3 separate regions of the Sus scrofa genome follow, and regions 1 and 3 are each linked to region 2. A link is a contact called in public Hi-C data. All regions are on one chromosome and are shown on one strand. Each heading gives the region's core, a stretch centred on a gene start, on an enhancer-like site or on the middle of the called end of the contact. The rest is flanking DNA. Distances are from core to core; before and after follow the strand shown.

Evidence for each region. A called contact is a pair of places that touch in the nucleus more often than the background predicts.
Region 1: a Hi-C map of omental adipose tissue shows a contact between it and region 2, with 2.8 times the contacts expected there. The contact joins the enhancer-like site here to the promoter of PRIM2 in region 2. A contact is called at or near these places in 1 of 5 promoter capture datasets (liver), 21 of 47 Hi-C or Micro-C datasets (adipocytes, alveolar macrophages, blood and 14 more) and 1 of 2 datasets of contacts at active chromatin or transcription factors (skeletal muscle).
Region 3: a contact with region 2 is called in a Hi-C map of embryonic fibroblasts, with 5 times the contacts expected there. The contact joins the promoter of BEND6 here to the promoter of PRIM2 in region 2. A contact is called at or near these places in 3 of 47 Hi-C or Micro-C datasets (embryonic fibroblasts, epiblast stem cells and fibroblasts) and 1 of 2 datasets of contacts at active chromatin or transcription factors (skeletal muscle).

The regions. Positions count from the first base shown.
Region 1 is chr7:28,867,432-28,871,403 of Sscrofa11.1, reverse strand. DST (dystonin) reads right to left here. Exons shown (of 101, transcript XM_021098579.1): 3 at 2,636-2,836. Among named protein-coding and RNA genes, the nearest start is that of DST, 57 kb to the right of the region's middle. Within about 2 kb of position 1,898, at least 3 of the 83 cell types and tissues checked have an H3K27ac peak or open chromatin away from gene starts, as enhancers often do. A contact at or near this core is called in omental adipose tissue, where this site is marked.
Region 2 is chr7:28,547,742-28,551,651 of Sscrofa11.1, reverse strand. It overlaps PRIM2 (primase (DNA) subunit 2), which reads left to right and starts at 1,931. Exons shown (of 14, transcript NM_001244164.1): 1 at 1,931-2,002; 2 at 2,839-3,000. The coding sequence starts at 2,847.
Region 3 is chr7:28,809,958-28,814,014 of Sscrofa11.1, reverse strand. BEND6 (BEN domain-containing protein 6) reads left to right here and starts at 2,092. Exons shown (of 7, transcript XM_001925201.6): 1 at 2,092-2,394. DST (dystonin) reads right to left here and starts at 1,592. Exons shown (of 101, transcript XM_021098579.1): 1 at 1,384-1,592; 2 at 786-820. The coding sequence starts at 1,564.

The sequences.
Region 1 (3,972 bases), core at 649-3,148, 320 kb before region 2:
AGGAGAGGCATTTAAGGGCAAAGTTGCGAGGCAGGCGGACGTGTCCTGGTACCCAAGGCAGCAATGTACGGGGCTCAGGAGGGAAGAGCAGAGGGGGAGGTTTCTGCACTCTGATGGCCACTCCTTCCTTCTGCATCCTGATCCACATGCGAGCTAAGAGGAAGGAATTCACTAGATTCTGAGCAAATAGGCATAAATGTGCCTACTCCCTGCCTTCAACAGAGGCCCCATCACAGAAGACAACCCAAGGGTTCAGCGGGACATACCCTCCGTGATCTGGCCCTGCGGGACCCAGCCCGGCCCTGGCCCTCCAGCTGCTCTGCAAGTACCACTGTCTCCAGGGCCCTGGGTGTGGCTCCGAAGACCCACACTATGCACATCTGTCCAGCGCCTCAGCCGTGAGGTCGTGGAGGGCAGGAAGCCAGTGGCCGCAGATGGCGGGTAAGGGCTTGGCTCTGGGGGCAGCTGCCCAGGCCAGAACCCAAGACTCAGCCCCAAACACCTAACACCTTATGCAAGTTGTTTACTCCTCTGGGCCTCAGTTTCATCATCCAGAAAATGGGAATAATAACAGCATCTACCTCACAGGGTTGTTAAGTGAGTCACAGAGAATAACTCCTGTTACACAAGGAAGCCCTCAACCCCGTTAATTATTAATACATATCTGTGAATCCCTTATTTCCTGAATAAAAAAAGCTTATGTGTGGAGTTCCCTGTGGCCTCACAGTTAAGGATCCAGTATTGTCACTGCTGTGGCGTGGGTTCAATCCCCGGCCTGGGAACTTCTGCATACCTCAGGTAGAAACCCCCCACCCCCAAAAAAGCTTACATTTGTGGAATGAATTTTCTTACTACTTGATTTTGTTCCACATAGATACCAAATTCTACTTAGCCTTTGTTAAATCATGACAGGAAGACTCTCAACTCTAAATACGTGCTTATATTACAGTCGGTTAACAGGACTTTTTCTGTAAAGGAACTCAGCTTCTTGCCACTGTCACTGGCCTGGTCACTGAGTCATTCTCTGGCTTCTAGCACATTCCATGTGCATCTGCCACACAGTTACTCCACAGAAGGGCAAGTCTGTCTGAATAATTTATAGGGCCGCATTATCACAGCAAACGTAGTCAGTACCCTGTGATAAGCCACGAGGGAAAAGAATACGAAAAAGAATACACATATGTATCACTGAGTCACTCTGCTGTACAGCAGAAATTAATACAACTTTGCAAATCAACTCTACTTCAGTAAAATTTTAAAAAGAACACACATTCCCCAATCCTTGTCTATGGATTAGGGTTGCTAAATTTAGGGACTACAAACACAGGATGCCCCAAATGAATCTGTCCACACAACGGAGACAGACTCACAGACATGGAGAACAGACTTGTGGTTGCCAAGGCAGAGAGGGGAAGGGAGTGGGATGGGTGGGAGTTTGGGGTTAGTAGATGCAAACTATGACATTTAGGATGAATAAAGCAATGAGGTCCTGCTGTACAGCAGTGGGAACCATATTCAGTCTCCAGGGATAAAACCGCGGTGGCAAAGAACATAAAAAAGAAGGGATATACACATCTATGTATAACTGAGTCCCTTTGCTGTACAGCAGAGATTGGCCCAACTTTGTAAATCAACAATATTTTAACAACGACAACAACAAAACACAGGATGGCTGGTTAAAACTGAACTTCAGGTAAGCCATGAATGCGGAGGGGATTCTTTTTTCATAAGTCTAACCCATATAATATTTGGGATACATTTATACTAAAAAAAAATTACTCATTTTTTTATCTGACATTCGAATGGAATGTCAGATAAAAAAATAATGGGCTGGCTCCCACAGCACAGGAGTGACTCACTCGAAGGGAAACTTTTTTTTAATACTAAAGCACTATGAGAGTACTGCAGTCACAAAATGCTTTTTTAAAAGTTTTAAAATGTCAGTTTCTAAGCTGCAGATCCCTAAGTGTCACAGCCTGGGCCAAGGAGCCCCAACTAAGACAGAAGAGCAGAGCGCACAGGAAGCACAAAGGAGCCACACCTCCTGCTACCCTCCGCCTCCAGGAGATGCAGACAAAGGAAGGGAGATGCAGGTAAAGGAAGGATCCTGGGAAGGTATTTACTGCCCCAGGCAACAGAGAGCCCCCAGCCCCACTGCCACTTTGCTGTTGCCTCTGTTCTCGTCACTCCAGCCCTCAGCTTAACTCTGCGGCCCCATCCTTGCTCTGGACCCTGTTCTTCTGGGCCAGGATTCACCAGTTTTTCACCCCCTGCCCCCGGGAACCAGAGCTGGCCTCTTGGACACCTGCCCCAGCGCTTCCTCTGAAACCACACACCTGGATGGCACTCTGTGAGTTCACCACCAAGCGTTGGGGACACCAAGAGAAAAACCTGAGTATTTCAAGTTCATCACATTTTTTTTTTCAACCTTTTTTGGCCACCCCCAAGGCATGCAGAAGTTCCCAGGTCAGGAGTGGAACCCGCGCCACAGCAGCAAGCTGAGCCTCAGCCGTGACAACGCCAGATCCTTAACCCACTGAGCCACCAGGAACCCCCATCTGATCACTTCTTAAGACCAAAGGAAGGACGGTGGCATTCGACAACATATTCTCCCAGAAGACAGTTCTCTACTTACAGGCCTCCTGGCGGGCGCGCCTTGGACGGAGTGGTAGAATTCTGGCTGCACGCGGCTGCTCTTCTTGAGTCTTCGCTTCCTCACTGAAACCTCCTGCTCGCTCTGGTGGTGAACCTCCACCACCGGCTTGGCCTCCTCCAGCCGGGCAGCTGCTGCCGCTGCCGCCCGTCTCCGAAGGTGCCGAGGGCTGGCTCGGAAGCCCTGCAGAAACAGAGAGAACAAATGCAGCTGGGTCCTGAGTTTGCTGGGAAGGGGAACAGAGAGCCCCAAAGTCCCCCTGCTCTCGGAGGGAGTCTGCCAACACATGGGCTCAGTGTGTAGCAAGGCCTGCATGTCCTGGAAAACACCTCTTGTTCTGGGGGCCAGAGCTATTCCACAGCAAGAGCGGTTACTAGATGCAAACTATTAAATCTGGTATAGGAGCTTCCTTCATGGCTCAGCGGAAATGAATCTGACTAGCATCCGTGAAGACCCAGGTTCAATCCCTGGCCTCACTCAATGGGTTAAGGATCCCACATTGCCGTGAACTGTAGGTTGCAGATGTAGCTCGGATCCTGTGTTGCTGTGGCTATGGTGTAGGCCAGTAGCTACAGCTCCTATACAACCCTTAGCCTAGGAACCTCCACATGCCGCAGGTATAGCCCTAAAAAGACAAAAAAAAAAAAAAAAAAAAAAAAAAGGAATGGATAAGCAAGGAGGTCCTGTTGTACAGCACAGGGAACTCTATCTAGTCTCTTGGGATAGATCGTCATGGAAGGTAATATAAGAAAGGGAAGGTATGACTAGGTCACTTTGCTGTACCGCAGAAAATGGCACAACACTGCAAATCAACTATACTTTGATATTTTTTTAATGTAAAAAAAAAAAAAAAGGAGGTGGGCACATTGCTTTACTTGTGTGCATATAAGTCCGACTAAGTAGGAAGAAGGGGCTCCTTGTGGGCGTGAAGATGGTTTAGGGATGGGACCCAGCATTACCCCAGGGAAGGGCCACTCCGCATTCCCGGAAAGTGCACCACAGGAAGGAAGGCAGGATGCAAGGCATCGCCGTGAAAAACCGTAAGTGAAGATCTAAGACCAATGGAGGACCAGCAGACACATGGAAAAATGCTCAACATCACTAATTATTAGAGAAATGCAAATCAAAACTACAGTGAGGTAATACCTCACATCAGTCAGAATAGCCAGCATCAAAAAGTCTACAAATAACAAATGCTGGAGAGGATGTGGAGAAAAGGGAACCCTCCTACACTGCTGGTGAGAATGTAAATTGGTACAACCACTATGGAAAACAGTAGGGGGCTTCCTCAGAAAACTAAATAAAGAACCACCATATGA
Region 2 (3,910 bases), core at 682-3,181:
TAATAAACATTTTTTTCACATTTTATCATTAGTTATTTTGCCTATGGGTTATTTATTGCTATTCTTTTTCCATTTGTGTCTTATGATTTTTCCCAGTTAATTTACATAAGTTTTTTACATGGTATTAGCCTTTTTCTTTTTTTTGTTTTTTTTTGGTCTTCTGTCTTTTTAGGGCCGCACCTGAAGCATATGGAGTTTTCTAGGCTAGGGGTTGAATGGGAGCTGCAGCTGCTGGCCTACGCCATAGCCACAGCAACACAGGATTCAAGCCACATCTGCAACCTACACCACAGCTCTGGGCAACACCAGATCCTTAACCCACTGAGCAAGGCCAGAGATTGAACCCGAACACTAATGGATACTAGTTGGGTTTGTAGTCCCCTGAACCACTACAGGAATTCCCCCAAATTTTATGTTTTTATAGTCAGATCTTTAGATACTTTTAAAAAAAAATTTAAAAAAAATTTTTATGGTTGCACCTGAAGCACATGTAAGTTCCCAGGCTGGTGGTCAAACTGGAACTGCAGCTTCAGATTGTGCCAAGCCACGGAAACACCAGATCCGAGGGGCATCTGTGACCTACATCACGAGTTGTGGCAATGACAGATCCTTAACCCACTGAGAGAGGCCAGGGATCCAACCCACATCCTCACGGAGACTATGTTGAATCCTAACCCACTGAGCCACAATGGGATATTTAAATTCCTTCTCTATCCAGAGATCAGAATAACATTCATATAAATGTTTTTACGGTCTGTGATCAAGGTTTTTTTCAGGCAGTCCTTATGCTTTCAGGTGTCTTCATCAGACCAGGTGGTATTATTTATGTGTCTGATGCAAGAAGGAATTAAGGTGAGGAATGGTATGTTAGTGGAATTGGCACAGCCTGGTGGTTAGCACTGTGGTGCTTGCAGTGTCTCCCAGACTTTGAATCTAGCTCTCCCACTTACTATGTGATCTTTATGTCACTTAGCGTCTCTGTTCTAGGTTTCCTTATCTTTCAAATGGGTTAATAATAGAACCAACTTCAGATGGTTATTGGAATAAAATGAATTGATCTGTTAAGTTCCTTAGAGCAAGTCCTGGTGGAGGCTGGATAGGTGCTCTGAAGCTTGACATTGTTTCAGTACAGTTGGCATTTCTAAAATTTTAAACATTTCAGAGCGCTCCTCACCTCCCATCTTTACTAGAGCCTGCCACTGCTACTTTGGTAAGCGAGACACGCCCGCCCCCTGGAGGCCTCAAGTGAAGTTTATTTCCCGCTCTGGAAAAGTGTCTAGAGCACATCGCGGAGCTGGTGTGGCTCCCAGCTTGCAGCCGCAGATCCACTTTCTCCTCAGGGTTTTGCACCTGCTCGCCTCTGCGCCTCATTTGTAGACCCGGAGCAACTTCCGTATGCACGCATGCACTCATTCATTCCAGCTCACTTCAGATCCAGCTCACTCCAGACACTCTGCGGGGCGCTCGCCGTGCACGAGTCGTTGGTGGGGAGTGCACTGGGCATAGAACCCGACCGCGTGGGGGCTGCCGTCCATGAGAAAAAAGATTAGGTGTTGTACGGAGATGGGCAAGTTCCTGCTTTCGCGTCTGTACAACCGGGGCCACACGACCCTCCTTACAGGGTTCCTGGAAGATTGACCAGAGTCCCTAAGCAGGGGGCGGGTGCAGGAGGACCGCGCCGCCGGGTGGATGCGCGCTCGGCCCCGCCCTCAGCGCTCGCCCGCTCCAGGTCGGGCCGCTTCCCAGCTTCTCCTCTCTAGAGCTAGCGGTTCCACGCACGGGGAGCACAGCCCAAGACACGTGAAACGTTTTTAACCTGCTGCAACGATCCCGTCTACACCCAGCACCGCACAGAGCATGCGCAGGCCCGCGCATGGGCGGGACCTCGGAGGGAGGGCCTGGGGCCCAGCAACTTCCGCTTCCGGCCCCATATGAACTCTCCCGCCACTCGGGAAAAGCGGTTGTTTGGGTTTGTTCGGCTTCACGTTTGCTGTGGTTGCAGGTTAGAGGCACCACCGCGGGTTTAGGGCGGGCAGCAATCCTGGTGTGGAGGCTTGCTAGTCTGGAAAAGGGACGAGAGCTTTGGGGCGACGGGCGCCGAGGGCGGGTATAGGGTATGGGTCGCTCATCAGTGTCCCCGGGGCTGATTGACCGCCCGGGGATGGGGGGAAGGGGAGGGGGCGGGGTCTTCGCTGGGTTCCTGGGGATGCTGCTGAGGGGGGGGGACTGCTGAAGATGCTCTGAGGGGGGCTGCTGAGGGGCGCTGATTGGGGGTGCAGCTGAGGATGCTGTTGAAGATACTGCTGAGGGGGGCTGATAGGAGGGCTACTGAGGATGCTTCTGAGGGGGGCTGCTGAGGAGGGTTCCGACACCCGTAACTCCAAAGATCGCTGTCTGTCTGCCAGGGTCCTAAGGTGGGAAGCGGATAGCTGGACCCGGTCCACTGAGGCTCGGTAGCCAGAATCAACCCTGGTTTCCTCCAATTCAGGACTGCAACTCCCATGAATTCTTGGGACGGCAAAGACCTAAGGGTGGTGGCACACAGTCCTCTAAGTGACCAGGCAGCGTCATCTGACATTGATGTTGCTGGAAGTCAGGACCACTGCCTGTGTCTCCTCAGCTCACACCGCTTTCCCACCGGCTTTACACAGGTGTTACAGATGTGTTGTGGAAAGGGTGGAACACACAGAAGACGTGACTCAGGGATGCTACTGTTAACACTTTGCGCATGCTTCAACTCAGCTATCTTCCCCTCTGTGCATGTGGAGTTATTTTTGCATTTTTGTTTCTAACTCCACTTTCAATCATTTTAACTTTTTTTTTTTGCTTTCTTCCAAGGTACCAAGATGGAGTTTTTTGGAGGAAAGCGGAGGAAACTGAGGTTGGCAGATGACCAAAGGAATGCTTGCTATCCACATAGCCTTCAGTTTTATTTGCAACCACCTTCTGAAAACATATCTTTGACAGAGTTTGAAAACTTGGCTTTTGAGAGACTTAAGTGTGAGTGATTTGAGTTTGAATTTATATATTCTTTTTAAAAAATTTTTATTTTATGACTGCACCTGTGGCATATTGAAGTTCCCAGGCCAGAGATTGAATCTGAGTTGCAGGTGTGACCTACACTACAGCTGTGGCAATGCTGAATTCTTTAACTCGCTGTACCAGGCTGGGGGTTGAACCTACACCTCTGCAGAGACCTGAGCCACTACAGTCACGTTCTTAACCCACTGTACCACAGTGGGAACTCTGGATTTATATATTCTTGAGAACCTCATGCTTTGTGGGACTGAATTAGAATAATTTCATTTCCATTCGACACATTTATTGAGGATTTTCTATTGAGATTTTACTGTTCATTCTTTATTCACTGTACTGTGTGTATTTATTGAGTGCCACTATATTTTAGGTGACAGGGATTTTGAGCTGAATAATATAATTCTCACCTTTGTTGAAGCTGTATTCTAGTTCATGAAGATGGACATCCATAATAATAATTATAGTTTAGTATTTTAAGTGCTCTAGTAGAGGGAAATAATAGTGCCATTGAAACATAGAAGTGGGAATGATTAGTGCAGTCTGACTAAGACTTCTTACTAGAAGTTGAAATGTGATCTGGACCTTGAAGGATGAGCAGAAATTTCTCAGCAGAGAAGTGAAGGGCTTTTCCAAGCTGAGATAATAGCCTGTATGAAGGCTTGGAGGCATGAGAGAGAATGTCACATGTGAGGGAACAGTGACAAGTTTAGGGTGCATGGTAAAGTAGGATAACCAAGGGCATTTTGTGCCGAGCTAATGGCATAATGTTGGAGTGTAAGAAGTATGTAGCAATTGTACAGAGGGCTTAATTATTTTCCGTGTGTTGAAGAAAGAAAGAAGTTAGGTGTGCTGATACAGAGGGGGGCCATGGCAG
Region 3 (4,057 bases), core at 843-3,342, 260 kb before region 2:
AGGAGGGTATCTAACTACAAAGTCTTTGCTAAGATGACCAAATCACAGCAAGCATGGCTAACAGCAACCTTTTTCCGGAAAAGAGGAAAGATCATCTGGCTTTAAGTAGGGGTTGGCCTGGAAACCCATCAAAAAACGCTGGGTCAGGGAGAGGGTATGTTTCTCGTTTGGTCTGTCTAGTCCTACAGCACTAGTCTTACAGCAGTTCCACCCAATCGCTGCAGCCAGGTCACCTGTTCATGGAGAGACGGTCTGCATTTTGAGAGTCATGCCAGATCACTACCACCAACACTTTGCAAAAATCACCAGATGTCCCCAGGGAAACACCCAGCGCTGCTGTCTGGGTGGAAGGGAACGTAAACTCCAAAGTCTAGAGTGGAATGCATATGGGTCAGACTGCTCCGCACTAACTCTCTAAAAGCTCCTTCGAGTGGCTGGACACCCAAGCCAGCAGCCGGCCGACTGCGCCCAAAAGCTTCCGGCCAGTTACAAGATCGCCAAAGAAGCCGACATCCACCCCGGGGGCGAAGTTCCTGAGGTCTGACCGATTTTAGGGGCCGTTTCTCCCCTCCCAGCGCTGCGGCTCCATGACACGAGAAATGTGCTAAAACCGTTCCCCGGGCGCTCATGTTAGGGAGTCGCTTAAAAGGAAACATGTCCCTTTCGGCTTGGGAGCAGCGTGCTCACCATTCAACACCCTACTGGTTTCTGAACACGCAAGTCATTACTATTGCTACTCTGGAAAGAGAACTTCTGACCTTGGGCGTGCGCGCTAAATAAATTACCTCGGAACGAAAGTGGTGAGATCTCAAAACAGCATCTGGGGAGAAAAAACAAAAAACGAGGCTTCAATTAACTCCTTGTGCTTCACCTGCCGAGTCACCGACGACTCACCTGGGAGACCAGGGTCGGGGAGGCGCGTTGCAGACGCCTGGGGACAGCCTGCAAGGCGGGTTGGCTACGAGGCCATCAGTCTCTACATGACTTCTCCGCGAGAAGTTGTAGGGAAAGTTCTGGGGGAGTTGGGGAGCCCCGAACTGTCCATGCCACACTTTCCCACCCCACACCTCAGGCCGGGGTTGGGGGAGGTGAGGAGACCGCCACAGCCCGGACTCCGCTCCAGTCACCCACAGGGCTTAAGCAAGCTGACACCGAGCATCTGGTGCGTTCCTCCCTCACCGCGCTCTGCCTTGCCGCGGTCACCCCAACCTGGGGGGCCGGAGAAGGGGGACAGGGACCTTAAACATGGAAACGCACTCGGCCGGGGGAGCGGGCGAGGACGGCGAAGGAGCGGCAGCGCCGAAGGCAGCGAGCGCGCTTCCCTCTCCAAATCGGCTTAAAGGCTCCTCCTGGCCCGAAGAAACCCGTCGCGGTGTGTCTTACCTCGGCTCCTTGAACGGCCCGAAAAGACCGATTTCATCGGATGCCTCCCCTTCTGGAGCCTGCGGTGCCAGCAGCAGAAGAAGATGATGGTGGCGATGGTGCCCAGCAGAAGCAACAAGAGGAAGAGGGCACATTGGATGCTGTAGGGTCTCAGCAAGACGAGAAAAGCGGCGGCGATCATGGTGCGGGCGAGGCGGGGGCGGCTGGCGGCGGGGCTGGAGGGCGGCGGCACAGGCACCCGCGCGGGGCGCACGCGGAGCGGCGGGCACGGGCGAGCGCGGCTCAGCGCGTCATGCCCGGCGCTCGCGGCCCCGCGCCCGGCCCAATGGCTGCGCACCCGCGCCCGCCGCGCTACGCGAGTGAGCCCGGACTGCGGGCAGCTCTGGCCATGACTCAGCAGACGACGACCCGGCAGGCACTTGGCGGCCGGGAGCCCTCCCCGCCCCCCCCAGGCTCCCCCGCCCCCGTCCGTGCGCAGCCCCCGGGCGTAGCCCCGCCGGAGACGCTGAGGGCGGGGAGGGGCAGCGCCGCCGCCGCGGCCACCCGGGCTCCGTGCATCGTCCTGCGGCCGCCGCCGGCCTCGGCATCCCCGAAGCCGGGAACACGTGGGGCGGGGCGGGGACGCGGCGGCCCGCGGGGGGCGGGAGTGGGGCGCCGCGGCGGGGGTTCGGCGGATGACATCACGGCCGGGCTGCGGCAGCGCGGGCGCGCGGACATGGCTGCGGCGGCGGCCGCGGGCTGCGCTCGGGCCTGAGCGCCCAGCGCCTTCCCGCGGGGCCGCCCGCCCGTCCTCGCCGTCCGGGGGGCACGGGCCGGGCGCCCTTCGGCTCCCGGACTCCCGGGCTGCCACCAGCCTGCCGCTGCCGGATCGCTGGGGAACCCGGCGACAGGGGGCGCCACGGAGCCGGGGGTAGACCGCGAGGCGCCGGCGGGAGCCTTCAGGCGGTGCTGCCCCACCTCCCACCTCCCCGCGCCCCGCCCCGAGGCTGGGGCTTTGGAGGATGCAGCCGGGTGAGCTATTGCTTGCGGGGGGGTTCCTCGCACGCGGAAGCGTGAGCCCGGGGCAGGGCCTTCCCTGGAATCGGGGTCCCCCACGACTGGGGGCCCGCCCTCTTCGGCCCCTCAAAACTGGGCGCGCTCCCCAGCGGAGCGCTCCGGTCTGCGGACTTGAACTCTTCCCCCCCTGACGGGGCGCGGTTTCGCAGCCGAGTAACGGTCACTTTGCATCCTCTCATAACCATGCGTTGCGTTGACCCTAAAACCTTGCCTTTTTTAGTGCACTTGAAGGGAGAGGCAGATTCAGATTTAGGGAACCGTCAGATGGAGGAAGTTGGAGACTGGCTTGTAAATGTTTTGCGGAGAAATTTTGTAGGAGACCTGAGGAGATGATGTTCACACTCAAACGCACACACTCCCTCTCGCCCCCTCGCCTTTCTTCTCAACCAGCGAAGGCGGCCAGGAGATTTTCCCGGGGTAGCTGGCGCAGTGCGGACGCGGGTGGCGCGGCGGGGGCGCTGCAGTGACGTCCCTGCGGCCGCCTGGCCACCTGGACGGACCGCTGCGGCAGCGACCTCGACCGGCTGGCCGGCGCCGTGCCACGTCCTGCGGCTCTGAGCCAGTGCTGACTTTTCCCGCGTGGGGTTGGTTTTTTGCTTAATTTACTCGCATAAGGAAACTGCAGTGTATAGTAACAAGGGAGCACTTGCGTGCATTTGTGGAGTTTCTAATAACCATCAAGGTAGCCTCTTTGGACTACTTAGAAGACTTGAAGAAATTGTGTCGTAAAAATTAATTTGTAAAATTCTGGAAAGAAGTTAAAGAATCAAGGGCAATAAAGTTTTCTTATTTGCTTGTAGGATCGCAAAATCAATGTGGTTTTATGTCAAAATCAAATGTACAGCTCTACTTAAAGGCTTAACCATTGCCTTCTGTGTAGCCAATAAAGAGCACTCAAAAAGGCATTGCCTAATGTATTTGTTAAATGCCAGATTCATCAACATGAGAAACAGTGGATTGAGTTTTCTTCTGCACAACCTGTTTCCTGAAACAAAATAAGCATTAACTCATTTTTCCGGTTTGAAGATAGACCGTGCTTGCAGATGCTTTGTAAGGTGAGAATGGTGAATCAGGGTGCCCACTGCACTGCAGGGCAAGATGAGCTTCCTGGGTCCCTGGCTCTCAGGCAGGTAGCACTGCTTCTCCTGCAGGTGACTCAGAGGTGCCCTGCAGCCGCAGCCTACTGCAGTGAGAGACCACATTCCCACCCGTTGAACTAAGCTTATGGAAGGGAAGCCTGGGAGTCCACCCTGCAGGGCACATCAGGAAGGGAATTCTGTACCTGCATTGCCTCACAGTGGCCAGGTGGAGTAATTTAAAACAACAACAAAACTGAATTCACCTTCCGCAAACATTGGGAGAAATAACTAATAGAATGTAAGAAGGTCATCTTTACTTTATACCTCTCTTTGGCTAAAATTTGTGAGAGAACTGAAATGGCATAAATAGCCTTGAAACAGCCTAAGACCACAAACACAACAGAGTAACCAATTTACCCCAAACTGTGCCTTTATAACAACAAAAAGCAACTAAATATCAATTATGGTTTTCTGAACTATGACTTTAGCACAATTGTTATCATCCTGCAGTCTAGCTGCAGCCATTTATAAGCTTCAAG